4 separate regions of the Hordeum vulgare genome follow, and all the other regions are linked to region 1. The links are chromatin contacts, called in public HiChIP or PLAC-seq maps. All regions are on one chromosome and are shown on one strand. Each heading gives the region's core, a stretch centred on a gene start, on an enhancer-like site or on the middle of the called end of the contact. The rest is flanking DNA. Distances are from core to core; before and after follow the strand shown.

The links. HiChIP or PLAC-seq counts read pairs in DNA pulled down with a chosen protein or histone mark.
Region 2: a contact with region 1 is called in an H3K4me3 HiChIP or PLAC-seq map of embryo, with 9 times the contacts expected there. The contact joins the promoter of LOC123409139 here to the promoter of LOC123410073 in region 1. A contact is called at or near these places in 4 of 6 Hi-C or Micro-C datasets (leaf and seedling) and 1 of 1 datasets of contacts at active chromatin or transcription factors (embryo).
Region 3: an H3K4me3 HiChIP or PLAC-seq map of embryo shows a contact between it and region 1, with 3 times the contacts expected there. The contact joins the promoter of LOC123409138 here to the promoter of LOC123410073 in region 1. A contact is called at or near these places in 4 of 6 Hi-C or Micro-C datasets (leaf and seedling) and 1 of 1 datasets of contacts at active chromatin or transcription factors (embryo).
Region 4: an H3K4me3 HiChIP or PLAC-seq map of embryo shows a contact between it and region 1, with 3 times the contacts expected there. The contact joins the promoter of LOC123411286 here to the promoter of LOC123410073 in region 1. A contact is called at or near these places in 4 of 6 Hi-C or Micro-C datasets (leaf and seedling) and 1 of 1 datasets of contacts at active chromatin or transcription factors (embryo).

The regions. Positions count from the first base shown.
Region 1 is chr7H:302,865,178-302,868,234 of MorexV3_pseudomolecules_assembly, forward strand. It overlaps LOC123410073 (monothiol glutaredoxin-S10-like), which reads right to left and starts at 1,483. Exons shown (of 5, transcript XM_045102961.1): 1 at 1,104-1,483; 2 at 903-976. The coding sequence starts at 1,345.
Region 2 is chr7H:303,371,230-303,374,286 of MorexV3_pseudomolecules_assembly, forward strand. LOC123409139 (protein PROTON GRADIENT REGULATION 5, chloroplastic) reads left to right here and starts at 1,557. Exons shown (of 2, transcript XM_045102119.1): 1 at 1,557-1,971; 2 at 2,435-2,898. The coding sequence starts at 1,711. The coding sequence ends at 2,539. LOC123409138 (histone-lysine N-methyltransferase SUVR4-like) reads left to right here. Exons shown (of 9, transcript XM_045102115.1): 9 at 1-203.
Region 3 is chr7H:303,350,972-303,354,028 of MorexV3_pseudomolecules_assembly, forward strand. LOC123409138 (histone-lysine N-methyltransferase SUVR4-like) reads left to right here and starts at 1,531. Exons shown (of 9, transcript XM_045102115.1): 1 at 1,531-1,678; 2 at 1,978-2,244; 3 at 2,337-2,571. The coding sequence starts at 2,035. It overlaps LOC123409140 (mitochondrial import receptor subunit TOM9-2-like), which reads right to left and starts at 1,387. Exons shown (of 1, transcript XM_045102120.1): 1 at 874-1,387. The coding sequence starts at 1,333. The coding sequence ends at 1,061. It overlaps LOC123409141 (a long non-coding RNA gene), which reads right to left. Exons shown (of 3, transcript XR_006612831.1): 3 at 2,581-3,057.
Region 4 is chr7H:302,545,509-302,548,565 of MorexV3_pseudomolecules_assembly, forward strand. LOC123411286 (polyadenylate-binding protein 2-like) reads left to right here and starts at 1,565. Exons shown (of 9, transcript XM_045104218.1): 1 at 1,565-2,021; 2 at 2,670-2,788; 3 at 2,872-3,057. The coding sequence starts at 1,736.

The DNA of each region.
Region 1 (3,057 bases), core at 233-2,732:
TTATAAATAATTCGTTATTTGTCTTTCTTTCATACCAGTACTAATCCGGATTGGGGATGAACACGTCAACAAAATTAGGATTGGAGATGAAATTGAAGGTCACTTGCCCGTTTCTTTATACTCCCTCCGTCCCAAAATAACTGTCTCAAGCTTAGTACAATTTTATACTAGAGCTAGTACAAAGTTGAGACACTTATTTTGGGACGGAGGGAGTATGTATTAAATCTACATGCAAGCCGTGTTAAAATAGAAGACCTGTGGAATCTTGAACTGAACTTTTGTAGGGTAAGACCATATCTATTTGTGCCGTAACTACGAAGTCTCAGATTATAGACCATTTTTTTATAAATTAAGAGCGTATGATCTTTTTCTCCCGTTGCAACGCACGGGCCCTTTTGCCAGTGAAGATAAAAGACCTCAAGCCAATAAGCCTTTTGAACGTTATATCCCGAGAGCGCATTTGTGTCCGGGCGCCTAATTTCTGATAATATTTTATTGCTGCAGAAGCAAGGGAATATCGACGAAGATGTGAACCATTGAATCAAAGCCGGATGGATAAAATGGCGCCAAGCTTCTATTCTCTGTGACAAGAAAGTACCACAAAAGCTAAAAGGCAAGTTCTATAGAAAGGCGGTTCGACCCGCAATGTTGTATGGCGCTGAGTGTTGGCCGACTAAAAGACAACATGTGCAGCAGTTAGATGTGGCGGGGATGTGCATATTGAGATGATGTGTGGTGCCGCTGTTATGGAAAGCCCAATCTCCCCGATGGTTCTCGGAGCATGATCAAAAGAGAAGATGGAGATCACTCCTCCGCGGGCGAAGAAAAGAGAAGATGGTTCGTGGAGCATGATCAAAATCAATTCTCCTATAGATACGAGTAGAAGAAGAAGAGGGACGAACCGAGATGGTCGAGCTCGATGACATGTGGATCCACGCCAATCCGCTTGAAGAGACCCTTGACCTCCATTGAATACCTACGGTGTAGTGTAAGCACCAGAGCGCATATGACGAAGGGAACACACGAGTGGCTCGAATGAATTAGTCGCAGAAAACAAATCGTGCAACGAATTGGTTGTGTTGGACTTCAGGTGAGGTTCTTACGAGCACCACGACTTGGAGTAGATGACGACGGGGTTGTCGGCGAGCGTCTTCTTGACAGAGTCCTCCATCCGCGAGCCGAAGGAGGAGTCCGGCGAGGAAGAGGATGACGAGGCCCTGGCAGCGACGGCCCTGGCGCGGCGCGCGGCGAGAGCGAGGCGAGGGAGAGGTATGGACCGGGGGCACCAAGGGAGACCGAGGTTAGTCGCGGGGAGGCGGCAGAGGGTCGGGCACGGCGGCGGCATTTGCGGCGACGGGACGATGAAATCGCGATGGCGATGGGGATGGCAATGGCGATGGCGATGGCGATGGCGAGACTCCTTCACCACCACGATTCTCTTCCCTTTTTTTTTAGGGCTTATTCTCGTTCTTGTTCTGCGTGAAGAGAACGCAATCCCAAGCCACAGCCCAATAATGTCGGTAACCGCCCTTCCCAATTGAACGCCCCTATATCTCGCCTTCAATGGGGCGTCTCTATATCTCGCCTACAGCGAGAGGAAGGAACCCTCGCTGAAGGGGAGACCGAGAGGCACTGGCCCAGAAGCGCGGGAGGCCGACGCCTCATTTCTCTGTTTTTCCTTTTACATTTTCTGTTTATTGTTTTCTTTGTTTTTTCACATTGCTTTATACTTTAAAACTCTCTCTCTCTCTCTCTCTCAACTGTATAAACAATGTGTATAAATATTTAATCATGTTTTAAAAAAAAATCAAGCATTTGAATTTTTTAACAAGTTTTAAAAAATGTTGATCAAGCATTTGAAAAAGTTAAAAGTGTATAGAAAAATGTTTACCATGTATAAAAAAATAATGAATTACTTTACACTGTATATAAAAATGTTAATCAAGCATTTGAAAAAATATTGGACCAGTATTTAATAAATGTTCATCAATAGTTTCAAAAATGTTAAATTTGTACTCAGACGATGTTGACCATATATTAAAAAATTAAGAATTTTTTCGATCAACTATATAAAAATGTTAATCAAGGATTTGATAAAAAAAATTGAACAAGTATTTGAAAATGTTGATCAAGCATTTGAACAATGTTAAATGTGTACAGAAAAATCGTTGACCATGTATTAAAAAATGATAAAAAGTTTGATCATTTATATAAAAAATGTTAATCAAGCACTTGTAAAAATATTGAACAAGTATTTCAAAAATGTTAATCTACCATTTCAAAAAATGTTGAACAAGTATTTGAAAACTATTAATCAAGCATTTGAAAAAATGTTGAACAAGTATTTAGGAAATGTTAATAAAGCATTTGAAAAAAGTTAGATGTGTATAGAAAAAATATTGACCATCTGATATTGCATTTAGAAAATATTAGTCAAGCATTTGACAAAAATATTAAATGTGAAAAAAAATATTGATGGTGTATTAGGAAATTTTAATCTTTTTTCTGAAAAAAATAATCAAGCATTTGAAAAGTTTAAAAGTGTATATAGGAAAATGTTCAACATGTACTAAAAAAAATTAAGCAAGCATTTAAAAAATGTTAAAGATATGTATTGAAATATAGACAATGTAATAAATTCTAATTGAAAATTGTTAGATATGTATTAGAAAAATGTTTTTGACATATGCAAAAAATGTAGAATGAAATCCAAAAGAAACAAAGAAAACCAAAAGATGAATACAAAAAAGAAACAAAAGAAAATGAAAAATAAAACTGAAGAAACGAATGCAAAAAGATTGAGAAATGGTGAAAACAAAACAAAAAACAGAGAAGAAAAAGAAAAGAAACAAAATAACCGAAAAGGCATTGAAAACCAAGAAAGAAATAAAAAAGGAAAATAAGTAAGGAAAGAAAAGCTGATAAAGGTTTGTAATTGTAAGGATCCCTAAGGTTAACGCTCCGAAAAAAATTACTCAATATAGACCAATTAGCTTATGCAATGTGATGTATAAGGTTATTTCAAAAATGATTGCGGCACGTTTGAAGGTAATTCTT
Region 2 (3,057 bases), core at 307-2,806, 510 kb after region 1:
ATAGATGCAAGGGGTGGTGGCAGCCAGTCATATTTTGGGGTTGGGATGTAGTAAAACCAACTAAAACTGCCTGATGCAGAGCAAGTGGAACTTTATTATATGTGTCGTCAGTCTGTCACTGTGGTGTACTCCCTCCGATGTTATTTTGCAAAACGGTTTTATATTGTGGGATACCTAACAATAATTGCAGTTCACTTGCTTCACTACCGGTGCTTAGAGCATCTCTAGACCCCGTATTTTTCCGACCCCATAAGGCATCTATAGTTCGATGAAGCGGGGTTTTGTCAGGTCAAATCGTGCGTTGCAGAATAGATCCAACATATAAAATTGTATAATTTTAAAAAAACTTTTGCGGAAGAAATTGCAACCGCATTGATCATTTATAGTTCATCACATACTACATGATCATACGTATACATTCTACTACTACTACTAGAAGGGGGTTGGGGTTCTCGTGGCGGTGATGCCGAGGTCGAGCTAAGCTAACTATCATGTCACACTAAATAGAGCTCATCGGAGCTTGTGCGGTAGTTGTCATGCGGCAGCGCTCAGTCGTTGTCGTCATCGGAGTAGAGGTCGACATAGATGTGTTCCTGTTCAGTGGCTTCGCGGCGCCACTCCACCTTGTTGCCGAAGGCGAGGTCTGATGTGACATGCTGCTCGTAGAACACGGTGTCGATCTCTTTGTCCTTCCGACGGCGCTGCCTGTCTTCTTTCGCCCTGCGCGCCAGCAGCAAGGGCAGAAGGGTTTTCGCCTTCGTCGGGGGGAGGAAGTCCTCCGGCCCGACGACGCCCCCGACACGTCGCTCCGGCCGCGCCTCATCCTTCGGCTTCATCTTCATCGAGGGGAGCTCCTCTAGCTCCCTCTTCATTGAGGTGAGGGAGGAGCGCGAACTCAATGCCTCGGAGGAGCTACTGCTGCCGGAGAAGAGGTGGTCGCACGCGTGGTCGTACTCCTCTGTCTCGCGGCGGAGGAGCGACGACGGCGGCGATCGGCCCCAACGCGTGTACCGCCGCGTTGGATCTGACGTAACGCACCCTCTCGTGGTTGTCATTGCCACGGCGACCGGAGTTGGCCATCTCGGGCGATGGATTGGAGGGGCGAGGCGGCGGATTGGAGGCGCCGACGGTGAGGGGTGGAGAGTTTTCACAACGACGGAGGGATAGGGTTCGGACCGTATCCAACAGCCGAACTCGCACATATAGTGGTCGCACGATCTCGTTTTCGGACCACCGTAAAAAAATTACGGGTTGGACTTCGTTTGTGGTGCCTGTTCGATGAGGTAAAACGGCTCAAACCCATATAATCGCTGAAACTTTACAGTTTTAATGATTATACGAGGTTTGGTAGAGATGTTCATGCTTTTTGCTTTCTCTTTCCATGTCAATTATAGTTTACTACTCCATAGTTAGTTTTACTTGAAAGTGGCATTGTGCTTCACTAGACTTTTGGCTCAATCCGTCTTAAGGATGACGTGGCAGAGAAATGGAAAAAGGCCAAGGAAAGATGACGTGGTGGCACGGCATAGGCCCTCCGTTGCTGCCCAGAAACTCCTCATCCCCTCACAACTGGAATCGGAAGAGAGAGGGGGCTTTGGCTGGCCACCAGCGGTCCGTCATCCGTCATCGTCTTGGCTACGTCTTCACCATATTCTCCATTCCCCCACACTGCACGGGACAGCACAGCGGAGAAGAGGAAGGAGAGCAGAGATGACTGCGTCGGTGTCCTACGGGCTGCGAGCTCTTCCGACGTGGTCTAGCTCTGTGTCCGGTGACGACCACTGCTCGGCGCTGGCCATGTCGGTGTCGGCGCGGCCGCGGTCGGCGCGGCCCCTTCGGACGCCCGCCAGGATGGGCAATGTAAACGAGGGCAAGGGCATCTTCGCGCCCTTGGTGGTGGTGGTGCGCAACATCGTTGGACGCAAGCGCTTCAACCAGCTCAGGGGCAAGGCCATCGCGCTGCACTCCCAGGTACCTAGCTCCTCCCTTCCGCTTGGAGTAACATATGCTTCCTCCGTCTCAAAATAAATGTTAAATTTATCATTAAAATTTGTATAAATTTTGTATTAAGCTGGTTGTAACGAAAGTATCATAGGTGGTATTATGCAAGGTAATTAGACAATTTTAATAAGGTGACATATAATTAAATGTTGTTCTATATATTATATGTCATGCATGACAATAAATGAACTATCCTATGATACTTTGTATTACAGATGTATTATCATATATTAATATCATATGCATGATAATAATATATGATACTTTTTATTACAACCAATCTTAGATCATCGACACCGATATTTATTTTGAAACAAAGGAAGTATCAAGCAGCTTAATCAATTTATTGACATACTTAAAACGCTTATTTTGAGACGAAGGGAGTGCCAAACAGCTTAATAAATTTATTGACATACGGAAACCAAATAAACAGGTGATCACCGAGTTCTGCAAGACCATCGGCGCTGACCCCAAGCAGAGGCAGGGCTTGATCCGCCTCGCCAAGAAGAACGGAGAGAAGCTCGGATTCCTTGCTTGACCTCACAATCACCCCTTCCTTCTCCTACCCTTTTCTACTAGCAAAAGGCAATCATCAACCTACCTTTTCTACTAGCAAAAGGGAGTCATCAACCGCTCTTCCATCTTTCCTTGGAGTTGGGAGATTGCATGCATGTATGTATACTAGTCGTATATCTTTTCTTCTCTTCTCTTCTCTTCTGGAGAGGGAGCAATTACTTAAACCAACATTGAGTTCAGTTAAAGTTCATTTCAACCTGGATGGATGGACAAATGATGTATATATCCTCTACTGATGGCCTCAGCGGTAGAGTGTGTTATACATAGAGATTGACTATTCGTCACCCTGGATGAATAATAGTTATTCTTCACCCTCCTTTATTTTTACATCAACTCACCGTAATTTTATGTTTCAACTTTATTTCTTATTTCATATGTAAAAAGAGACCGTAAGAAAAATATATTGTCACCATAAAAAATATTTTATGTCACGTAAAATTACACACATAAAAATATAGTGCAAAATATACATGGAATGCG
Region 3 (3,057 bases), core at 281-2,780, 490 kb after region 1:
AGAAAAACTATTGGCGCTTGGGATAGACCTGGATGCTTTTTCCCAATACTTCTCGTGCATTCCCAAATTCCTACCTCGAAGTAGGAATCTAAAGTTATTGGCCTGGCGGCCCTATGTTGGGCTATTTGGAAGCTCGAAAACATCAGCTGCTCCTGTTACCAACGACCTCAAAATATTGGCCCTGTTGGGCTATTTGGAAGCTCAAAAACATCAGCTGTTCCTGTTACCAACGACCTCAAATACTGGGTCTTCAGGTATACGTCTTCTTGCATTATCTCACCACCACTACTTTCAAGGCTATAGATGTTCGTTTCTTCCCCTCTTCTGATGACCAGGCTAGAGCTGTTCATGCTCTGCGTTAGTTTTAGCTGAAATTATAGTTCATACTGATGTTTGTGTGCACAGGCTGTTGAGGATGGCAGGAGGGAGCGAGGAAATGCTTCCCTGATGATCATGGGAGATGATGGTTCAAACAATGATTTTGCACCAGTGTGTGCTGATGGATACCTTCCCAAGCTCTTTTGAGATCTGTTTTGCTTCGCCTTGGCTCCCCCCTCTACCCTGTTAGGGTTGCATGCAGCAGGAGAGTTGCGGCTGGGATAACCTTACTTTAGTTTACCTGCTTTGCTTTGCGCCAAGACGCTGTTTTTATGTTCTCTTCTGTTATCCTTTTGATAGTGGAATCTGATCCATTCATGGTGGATCGTATGAGTAAAGAAAGATACTAAATAGGCAATCATAAACAAACACAGGACCGAGTTCTGGTTATGGGCCATTGTTACAATCAGAAGTCAGAATCGTCCCCAAGGAATGATATGTATGTATGTAGTGTACGTATCTAAATAGGCAATCATAAACAAACACAGGACCGAGTTCAAGACAAGCTGGTGATATTGCGATAATTGTACCGAGCAGGAGAAGGAGCAGTCACAGTCACAACAACAAGGCATGATCTTTCTCTCCGATAACAGACACAGACACACTAGTGATAAAATTGTCGACAACTTATGATACCAGGCAAAATGAAATGTGAAGGACGGAAGCGAACAAGAGGAGAGATTTATTTGGCGAGGGTCGGCGGCGAGCCCAGAAGAGCCTGCTGCTGGAGGTCGAGGTCGACCATCTGCTGCTCGCGGTCCATCTCGATGATGAGCGGCACGACGAGCACCAGGAAGGTGGTCCCCGCGATCCACGCCGCCTTCCCCGTACTCCGCAGCAGCTTCCCCGCCACCGCCGCGGCCTCGCGGCCGTGCGCCGCCACCGAAGACCGCGAGATCGCAGCCAGGACGCCGCCCGCGTCGCCGCGCTTGCTCACAGCAGAGGACGACGCCATGCCCTCTCCCTTGTTTTGATCTGGACTGGATGGAAGGGATTGATTCGATTAGGGTTTCTATTCCAGCAAGAGGACGACTCCTTTTTATTGGACTGGACTGGACTGGACTTGCGAGGCCTTTTATGGGCTTATTATTATCATCACTAAAGAGGCCCGTGAGAAGGGCAGGCCCAAAAGGCGACGGTATTAGTGTCAGTCAGTCAGTCAGCAGCAGCAGCAGGCAGTCTCCCTTGGCCTCGTCGTCTTCCTCCGGACTCCTGCGCCTCGAAACCCCAGCCAGCCTCCAACTCGCACCCGCCCCGCCCCAGAACCCCTGACTCGCCCACTTTGCCTTGCGACGTGCAGGTCTGTGACCATCGATCCTTTCTTCTAGCAGGCTCCAAAGTTTCGATTTCTTTTCTTCTTGTGCCCTAGGTGGGTGCATTCCCCCTTCTCTCCCTCTCCCTCTCCCTCCATCTCCCTCTACTGATGGATGTTTCTTGGTACAACCTGACGCCCTTTCAAGATTGGGGTTTCTTCTTATCCAGCCGTTATTCGATGCAAATTCGCGCATTCCTCATTTCTCCTAGGGTTTCATAAACGAATTTGTCTATTTATTTTTCGTCTTTGTCTTAGGAGGAGGGTTTGATTGATAGTGCAAATAGAAACCTTCTCTGCAGCACAAGTCAAGTAGCAGTGGGACATTTCATCATAGGAAGGCCATGGTTTCCCACAAGGACAAGACTCAAAAGGCCTATGTGGCCATGGGGCGTCTCGGCTTCTCCAAGAAGCAGGTTGAGCCGGTCCTCAGGCACCTCTACCACCTCTTTGACAAAAACTGGGCGCCCATCGAGGACGAGAGCTACCGCATCCTTGCTGACACCATCCTGGATGCCCAAAACAATCAACCAATGCCTGCCGCTGCCCGTCATGTACAAATGCTACTACTCTACTTTCTGTTTCTTTACTACTAGTGATAATTACCACTTGATGCTCAGCCTTCCCAATTGCTGTTTCACATCAGATGACGGGCCAAGAGTCCGAACCTCACAACTCAACGTCGGCCACACCAGATCCAGATGACCAACACCCTTCCGCTGCTCGGTATGACACTGATAATGAAACCTCCCTCATCAACAGACCCATGGGTGTCAATGAAAATTCCCAAGATGCTCTCTTCTTACAAGAGCCCAAGCCTGAACCTGAAATTGATGTTCCAGCTGCTCCTCTTACCAACGGCCTCAATATTGGGTCTTCAGGTATGCGGCTTCTTGCATTATCTCACCACAACTACTTTCAAGGCTAGAGATGTTCGTTTCTTCCCCTCTTCTGATGACCAGGCTAGAGCTGTTCATGCTTTGCGTTAGTTTTAGCTGAAACTAGTAAGATGCCCGTGCTACGCTACGGAATCACATAAAATGAAATGGAACAACAAAAGTATAAATCAATGTAGTACTGCATTTTTGTTAAGATATGGTTAGGCTTTAGCCACATAAAAAATAGCAGTTATATGCATGTGCGCAACTATTTTCAAATGCGTCATGCATTGAAGGTTACATTTCTCATTTGCCTAGAAAACACAACAACTTGATTTCTCAGACGAAGTTGTCTTGGCATTACACCATCATAAGATTTCACGTTGTAGGTGAAACTCAGTTTCAGTTACATCAACAATTACAAAAGCACCGAACAGATTTTTAACGACTCATACACCCAAATTTAAGCAAAAGCCGATTAACACAATC
Region 4 (3,057 bases), core at 315-2,814, 320 kb before region 1:
GCCTGTTAGGGGCTGTAAAGCATATCCGTATTCCTCATGTTTGATGCCATTCTATTTGTTTTTCATTCCTTGTCATATGGGAGTATTAGATAAGGATATATTTGATGCAATTATGAAAGAAGCAGGCAGGAATGAAATGGATACTTGTCGTTGTATGACTGAAACAATGTTTGTACAAGTTTAATAGATTTATGAATTAAAATATTTTTTGATCCCGTGACAACGCACAAGCATTCAGCTGGGACGATGAAAGGATGATTCTTGACCCTTTCATTGACCAACGACAACAAAAGATAAGGTGTTAAGTGTAGCGTCAAGACAATCTGGTAGATTGGATCGGATTTGACAACCAACAACAATGATAGGAACATTAATTTTGTTGTTCCGTGGCAACACACGAGCACAAAGAAATGGGGTCGAGGGGTCTGTTTGACAAACTTTTCAAATTGCGATGTTTTTTTTCTGAAAATTTGCCAATGAACTGGGCGGGTGACAAGGATTTTGAGACGGAGAGAGTATTATTTTTGTCAAAATATACTTCAAGTGAAGTGGATTTATCTTACAACTCTCGTGCTTGATGAGTTGGCACCTTGCATCCTGCCAAAACCCAATCCTCTTATTCTCTAGCTAGAGTAGGGCTCCTTAAGAAAATATGATACTAATATTTTTGGCACAAAAATAGTGGTAATGACTATCTTTTAAATAAGCATGAAATTTGGTGTGCCTTATGTTTATATACACAATGTCAAAGAAAGCTAGAGGGTTGTGGTATTGCACGGGCATTCACATTTTGAAAGAATAATAAATGTGTTGATTAACACATCATACATGTAAAGATCAAACAAAAAGAGTGAAATCGTTGTTCCTTCTATATTATTTTCTATACATCCAAACAAACAAAGTGAATTTGTTCTTGATATTTTAATGATCTACATATTAACATACCATTTTGTATACAATGCTGCCTCCAGCGAGAAATGTCTTGCTATGATGGAAAGGGGATGGTCCTACAGGAGCACAGGCTCTATCGCGAATGTTTCGCTATGGTGGGAAGGGAAGGGTCCTGCAGAAAAAAGGAAAGGGTGCATTATGGGGTAGGATTTTTGTGTAGAGACCATGTGCCAGAGTTAACATGACGGATAGTCGAGATAAACACATTTTTCTCTTCCTCATATATGGTTGATTTGTGGAAACATGGACTATCTAGACGGTTGAATTTTGGGAAGCCCGTTGGGCGCCCTTTGATCTATGAACTCACACAAACGCATGAGTGAAAAATGAGTTTCGACATTGAAGATGACCTCAATCACTGATTTGATTCATTTATATGCATAATAACCTGTAGCAACATACGAGCATTTTACTAGTAGAGATATAGAGATATCAAACAAACAAAAATGAGTTGAGAAGGAGCTACCAAACGCGCTCTTTGACTCTGGCCTCGTCCATCCGGCCCGTCAATCCCTACTCGAGCGCCACCTCACGAATCCAACCGTCGTCACGGCATCTGGGATCCCCACGCTCCCCTCCCCACCCTTCTTATTGCCCTCCCCCTCCCGCCGCCGCCTGGCCCCTTGAGCGCCGTAGTTGGGAGCGAAATCCTCTCCTCCCATTCCTACCAAACCCTAGAAAACCCAAAAAAATCCGCAAAATTACCCCAAAAATCTCGAAAAAAATCATCAGGAACCTATCCTTCGGTCGGATCCGCTTATCTATTACCTTTCCTACCCGGTTGATGATGGCGGCGCAGGTTCAGGCGTTGGCAGCGCCAGCGGCTGGCGCGATGGAGGGCGTCGCGTCTCCGGCGGCTGTTGCTGCGGCAGCAGCTGCAACTGCAACCACTACGGCTTTTCCAGCGACGTCCCTGTACGTGGGGGATCTGGACGTGAGCGTGCAAGACGCGCAGCTCTTTGACGTCTTCAGCCAGGTCGGCTCGGTGGTGTCTGTGCGCGTGTGCCGGGACGTCAACACCAGGATGTCCCTAGGCTACGCGTACGTCAACTTCAGCAGCCCTGCCGATGGTGAGTATGTTCCTGCCTATTATCTGTTGGTCAAATCGCGTGGTTGGCCTGCTTGCAATGTCTTTGAAGTTGATTTAGTTGGATTAGTAGAAATAGTGTTTATATGCTTATTATGTTTATGGCTCCATGTTTCGCCCCTTTATGCATCGGGGATATACAGTGATAGTCGAGCCTCCCCTTATTGTTTTTCCAGAATGTAGATTCAGTAGTCACTAAATGAGGACGAGTCAGTTATTTTTGATTTAGGTGCTAGTGCTACGCAGTTAGCTAGTAGCCCTAGTAAGATCAAACTATTCAAATCTATTTTGTTGGCAGTAAACATGCAGAATCCGTACTTTCTCTGTAATATACATTTATATTTTTCTTCTGCACCGAACAGTACTTGCAATTCATTGTGAGTTACTTGGGCAGACTTGCAGTGCTGTTTTGTACAGACATTTTTGCAGAAACATACATAGTTTTATGGTTCTCTGATTTGGCATAACATGGTTTAGCAAGCCCTAAACATGATTAGAGATATATGATGCTCTAATTGCTTTATCAGCTGAAGCATACTTCTTAAAAACTGATTTTGATTTTTTATGCACTGAACTTCTACTATTTTATACGTGCTGTCTCTTTGTTCCTTATAATTTTAATTGCTTGCAGCTGCAAGGGCATTGGAAATGCTAAACTTCACTCCTGTTAATGGGAAGCCTATCAGGATAATGTATTCTAACCGTGACCCCAGCTCACGTAAAAGTGGTGCTGCAAATATATTTATCAAGGTATTACTAGATGTGAATGCTTTTCTTCTTGGATTTCGACAACAAACTATTTTTCTCACCAATGCTTCTTTCATGGTTCACAGAATCTTGACAAGTCAATAGATAACAAAGCGCTATATGACACATTTTCTGCCTTTGGAAACATTCTTTCATGCAAAGTTGCTACAGAAATGTCTGGAGAATCCAAGGGTTATGGTTTTGTTCAGTATGAGCAGGACGAATCAGCACAAAATGCTATTAATGAGCTCAATGGGATGCTTTTGAATGAC